2 separate regions of the Mus musculus genome follow, and region 2 is linked to region 1. The links are chromatin contacts, called in public promoter capture Hi-C maps. All regions are on one chromosome and are shown on one strand. The core of a region is the stretch at or near the end of the contact, and the rest is flanking DNA. Distances in the headings are between cores, read along the strand shown. Region 1 holds the start of Hrk (harakiri, BCL2 interacting protein (contains only BH3 domain)). Region 2 holds the start of Dtx1 (deltex 1, E3 ubiquitin ligase).

What was found. Promoter capture Hi-C pulls out the DNA fragments that hold promoters and counts their contacts.
Region 2: a contact with region 1 is called in a promoter capture Hi-C map of liver, with 9 times the contacts expected there. The contact joins the promoter of Dtx1 here to the promoter of Hrk in region 1. A contact is called at or near these places in 1 of 39 promoter capture datasets (liver) and 1 of 115 datasets of contacts at active chromatin or transcription factors (embryonic forebrain).

What each region holds. Positions count from the first base shown.
Region 1 is chr5:118,168,417-118,171,116 of GRCm38.p6, forward strand. Hrk (harakiri, BCL2 interacting protein (contains only BH3 domain)) reads left to right here and starts at 1,348. Exons shown (of 2, transcript NM_007545.2): 1 at 1,348-1,712. The coding sequence starts at 1,367. The coding sequence ends at 1,645.
Region 2 is chr5:120,710,376-120,713,075 of GRCm38.p6, forward strand. It overlaps Dtx1 (deltex 1, E3 ubiquitin ligase), which reads right to left and starts at 1,294. Exons shown (of 10, transcript NM_008052.3): 1 at 1,110-1,294; 2 at 1-600.

The DNA.
Region 1 (2,700 bases), core at 98-2,597:
TGTAGACCAGGCTGGCCTCGAACTCAGAAATCTGCCTGCCTCTGCCTCCCAAGTGTTGGGATTAAAGGCGTGTACAACCACTGCTCGACTTGTTTTCTGTTTGAATACGTCTGTCTATCTCCTATCTATCTATCTATCTATCTATCTATCTATCTATCTATCTATCTATCTATCTATCTATCTTATGTGCATACACATAGGGTAGTACATATGGAGGTCAGAGGACAATCTGTGGGTATCAGATTTCTGTCTTTGGAACACACGGATTCACAGGACTGAAATTAAGTCATCAGGTTCGGTTGCAAGCACCTTTACCCACAGAGGCATCCCTGACTCTTTGGGGTTTTTAAATAAAGGATTCTCTCTGTAACTGTGGCTGGCCTGAAACCACTATATGGACCAGGTTGTATATGGACCACTTCCCTGCTCCTTCAGGCCCCAATCCCAAAGCTGTCCAAAATCCAGTGGCTTGGACATGGTGGGCGGGTCTCTCTAGCACCCTAAGGAGTCCCAGGAGCCTCCTCACTGGTCGGCACCCTCCCCAGAGGACTTCCCAGGCTGGAGCTGGAGCAAAACTGGATTGGTCTTCCTTTGGGTTAGGTAACCTCACTGGGCACCAAGGCAAAGCCTTACAGGGTCGCCAGCAAACTCTGACCCCGTTTGAAAAGATAAAGCCTACAAAGTAAGCAGGCTGCAAGAACTTCTCTCTAGAACCACGTTCTTGGGTGGGGGGTGGGGGGTGGGGAGATGTCTTGAGTGCAAAGGCGACTCGCCCAAGTTGGAGTCCAACCCATCCCGGGTCCCCCGCCTTCATTTCAGGGTTCAGGCTCCCACCCCGGGGTGCGCTTAAGTCAGGTCACCAGAAGGGGGTGCGAACGCGTGTCAGGAATGTGTGCACCCACCCGGAGGCTGACAGGTGCGGAGGCTGTCCCGAAACAGGGCAAGTCGGCTTGAACCCTGCCTCCCACCACCCAGGCCACACAACAGCCCGGGGATCTTTTCGCATTACGGCCGAATTCTCCCGGAGCTCAATTCACAGTGCGCACCGAGCTGGCTTTCCAGGCTATCTCCGAGCTGGAGCCTCCCGCAGCCCGGGAAGCGAAACAGCGGACCCCGGGCCAGCATTCCCGAAGCCCCGCATCCCTGCCTGTCCCCGCCCTGCCGGCGTCTCGAGGGTTAAAAGTTACCTCTCGGCTTTTTCTCCTGCACACACTCCCCACCCCCCGGGCCGGATGATGTAACCCCCTCCCCGCGCCCTCCCCGCCCCCTCCACCATGTGACACTTTAATTAATAATAGCGCCGTCAGCACAACAAACGCGCGGTGAAGGGCGAAACTTGGGGTCCAGGGAGGCTCCTCCGCACGCCATGTGCCCGTGTCCCCGGCATCGCGGCCGCGGGCCCCCGGCCGTGTGCGGTTGCGGCGACGCTCGCCCCGGGCTGCGCTGGGCGGCGGCGCAGGTGACCGCGCTGCGGCTGCAGGCGCTGGGCGACGAGCTGCACCGACGCGCCATGCGGCGTCGCGCGCGGCCCCGGGACCCGCTGCCCGCGCTGCTGCCCGCGCTCCGCGCCCGCTGGCCCTGGCTGTGCGCGGCCGCGCAGGTGGCGGCGCTGGCGGCCTGGCTGCTCGGCAGGCGGAGCGCGTAGGCGGCGCGCGCGGGGCCTTCTTGGTGGGGGGGACCGGAGCCGAGACCCAGCCCGGACCGAGCAACAGGTACGCGGGCAAGCGGGCGGGAGAGCGACAGCGACAGCGGGAGCCAGGGCTCCTCGGCGAGGAACAGCGGACCCGGTCTCCTACTCTTCGCTTGCCCTCTGTCCCTCTTTATCCAGACCCCGAGTATCTGCTCCGCCTCATCCCCCCTACTCTCTCTCTCTCTCTCTCTCTCTCTCTCTCTCTCTCTCCCTCTCCCTCCCTCTCTTCCCTCATTCTCTCTCCTCCTCCCTCTGTTCCTCTCTCCTTTCTCTCTTCTCTTCCTCCCTTCTCCTTCCCCCTCTCTCTTCTCTCCCTCTCTCTCTTCCTCCCTCCTTCCTCTCTCTCCCTCTCTCCTTCCCTCCTTCATCTCTCTCCTCTCTTCTTTCCCTCCACTCTCCATCTCCACTCTCTCCCCCTCTCTCCTTCCTCTCCCTTTCCTTTCCCTCTCTCTCTCCTCTTTTTCCTTCCCTCCTCCCCTTCTCCTTCCTCTCCCTTTCCTTTCCCTCTCTCTCTCCTCTTTTTCCTTACCTCCTCCCCCTCTCCTCCCGCTCCCCTGTCTCTGTTCTGTCTTCACTCTCCCCCCCCTCCCCACTCCTCTCTCTTCTCCCTCACTCTCATCTCTCTTCAGTGTTTTCACTCTCTTCTTTCTCCAATCCCCTGGCTCACGTTATTCTTCCCCTTGTGTAGCTCTCCTCTGCCTTTCCACTTTCTCCTGTTTTCCCTTTCTCCAGTCTGCTTTCTCTCTCCTCTCCCACTACCCCGTGTCCCCCCTTCCTTCTCCACCTCTCTCTCTCTCCCCCCCTTCTCTCTCTCCTCACTGTCCCCTCTCTCCTTTCTCCCTCTTCTCTCTCCTCCTCCTTCCTCTGCAGCATAGTGGTTTTAGAAGGACGTAAGCCACCACAATCGCTGCCAGCCCCAGTAAACACACGCAGTAGAACTGCACCAGTCCGAGCTAAGAGTCTCCCCTAATTATGCACCACAGGTTCTCGAGTCCCCGGCCCTTTTCAAA
Region 2 (2,700 bases), core at 44-2,543, 2.5 Mb after region 1:
GAGCACCGGGGAAGCTTCGTCCTCCCTCTCCAGGGCGGGCGGCGAGGAGTGTGGCCTCTTTTCCAGCTGGGCTCGTCTCCAAGGCCTAGAGGCCTGGGTTAGGGGGATGGGTGGCCATCCAGACGCTGCGAGGACCCCTTCCCGCAGAGCGCAGCTGTTGCACACAGCGGTGCGCGGTAGGCAATGTCTGTCCTAGGTGGGGGACATGATCTCAATCCCTTAGTCCCCTCAGTGCAGGTGCAGGAGTGAGGAGGCACTTGCCCCTCTAAGTCCGGCCTGTCCCTGCTTCTCTCCCGTTCCTTCTGTCCGCCACGCAGGGCCTTGTCACCCAGGAGGCCCTGGCCCCAGCCTGCTGCTCCTTGCGCGCTTGGCTCCGCTTTCCAGATCCCGTGCCTCGCTTCGGGGTGACTTGGGTCCGCCCCTCCCGACGGGGCTCCCTGCACCCCTGCACCCCTGTCCCCTCTCCTGGCCGGCCTGAGTGGTGGTAGATCTCCCAGGGAAGGGGGCGGAGCGTGGGGATCGCGGTCCGGACCTGCAGCTGGGGGACCCTGGGGAGGGGCGGGGGCCGTGGGCACGCCCCACCCCACTGGTGTTCGCGACCTGCAGGGGCGACAAGAAGGAGAAAGGGCCCTTTAAGAAGAGAGCAGCCCCCTCCCCCTCCCAGGAGCCGCGGCAGAGAACAATGGGGCGCCGGTGGGGGGGCGGCAGGGAGGCTCGGGGGTCTGTGCCCTGCAGTCCCTGGGGTACCCGGAGAACAGCGGGCATCATACCCCAGGCTGTCACCCGCAGTGGCCCGTGTTCGGTTGGAGCGCGTCCCCCGCCCCGGGCCGCGCGCTACCGGGGGCTGCGGTGTGGGATGCAGGGACGCGGGATGTGGAGATGCAGAATTCCGGGATGCGGAATGAAGGATGTGGGATGCAGGGATTCGAGTTCAAGATGCGGGATGTTGAGATGGATGGAGGGTGCCGGATGGAGCCGCGACCGAGGTTTCCTCAGGGGTGGCGTCCCCGGGGGCAAAAGAGCTGCAGGTCGTTATGTCCCCGCCCGGTGGCATCTGCCCGTGGGCCCGCCAGAGCCAGGGATTTGGGGTCCCTGCGCTACACGCTCACCGTGATCTCCCCGCGCTGGCTCTTTTCACCCCCCGCTGACTCTTTCTCCGCTGGCTCCCGGGAGGGAGGGAAGGAGGGCACCGCTTTGCCCCAGCCCGGACCTCGCCCGCCGCCGGATAGACAGACAGACAGGAGGACGCAGTAGTCCTGGCGCGCGGACGCGTCGGACGCGTCGCTGGGATCCCGCGGGTGGAGGCGGCCTCGGGGCGGGGCGGGTAGAGGAAGGGGAGGAGACCGATCCGCCCAGCCGCTGTGACACGCGAGTCACCGAGTCCCCGGCTGGGCCCACGAGGCATCAGATCCGTTCTGTGTTTAGGGGTTCTGGTTCCAATCTATCATCTTTGCATTTAGCATCTATGCTAGGGCCTGGTACACAACAGGCGCTCAATAAGTACTTGAATGAATGAATCTGATTTAGAGACAGTCTAAAGACTGCTCATAAGGCCACTGGCCAACTACAGGGTGATCTCTTGGAGCAGCAGTTTAAGCGTTCATGGGCACTGTGATAGGCCCTCTGGCAAGCTGAACACAGCATCTGCAGACACAGGTATGGACTGAGAGAGGAGACATCCAGGACCTGCCCTGTTTAGATTGGGAAAGATGAGGCTGTGTGGGACTGCGATCCAGGCAGCTGAGCAGGGTTAAGGGACCTCTTTGGGAGCCAGACCAGAGTGGCCCTTGCTCCTCCTCTGTTGGGATCTGGGGGGATTGGGGGAGGGCAGGGGGAAGGGAGAGCAAGGGTGAAGGGCAGGCTACACTAGGCTCACTCCCAGAACCAAAACTGGATTAGCTGGAGTCTTTACCCTGCCCAGGACACCTGCGTTTTTGTTGTTGTTTTGTTTGTTTGTTTTTAGAAGAAAGCCATTCACAGCTACATCTAGTCACTGCTTAATGACCACCTTGCAATCGGTGGGAACCTGAGGTCCTCAGGGTAAGGAAGTCATCAACTCAAAGTTGCACAGGGATTTAGTAGCAAACACAAAAGAAGAATCCAGCCAACTCCTCCCAGCAGCCTCTCTTGATTCATCGGTCTTCCCTCCTCCTCCTCCTCCTCCTCCTCCTCCTCCTCCTCCTCTGTGACACCCCATATCACGCCATCAACTACTTTAACCACTTACACAAAACTGATTCCTGCTCAAAAGGCCCCTAAGGGCTTCCACCACGGTTCACCTCTGTGGCCCAAGATCATCACAAATGATGGCTTCTGCTTATTGAGTGTCCATTCCATTCAGCCCCTGGAGGTAAGACTGTGTCCTCATGTTATGGGCAGGAAGCAAAATCTCTGGAAGCTCAGAGAGGTTACTCAGTTTGTCCGACTTCCCACAAGAGTGAGTAGGGCTGGGAGTTGACGCCTCAACGCCTTTGCACTTTCCATGGCAACAGGCCGCCATGATGCGTGTTGAATGACTAATGGATGTAATCTGGCTGATCTAGCACAGTGAGGCCTTTCACCAAGGAGGGCTGAGAAGGACTACACGCAGTTAACAGCCACCTGTGGCTGCAGGCCCAGAAGGGGCGGGATCTCAGGATCCCATTCCTAGGAGCATGCATTGGTCACTCTGTCCCTGTCACACAGAACAGGATGGATGCG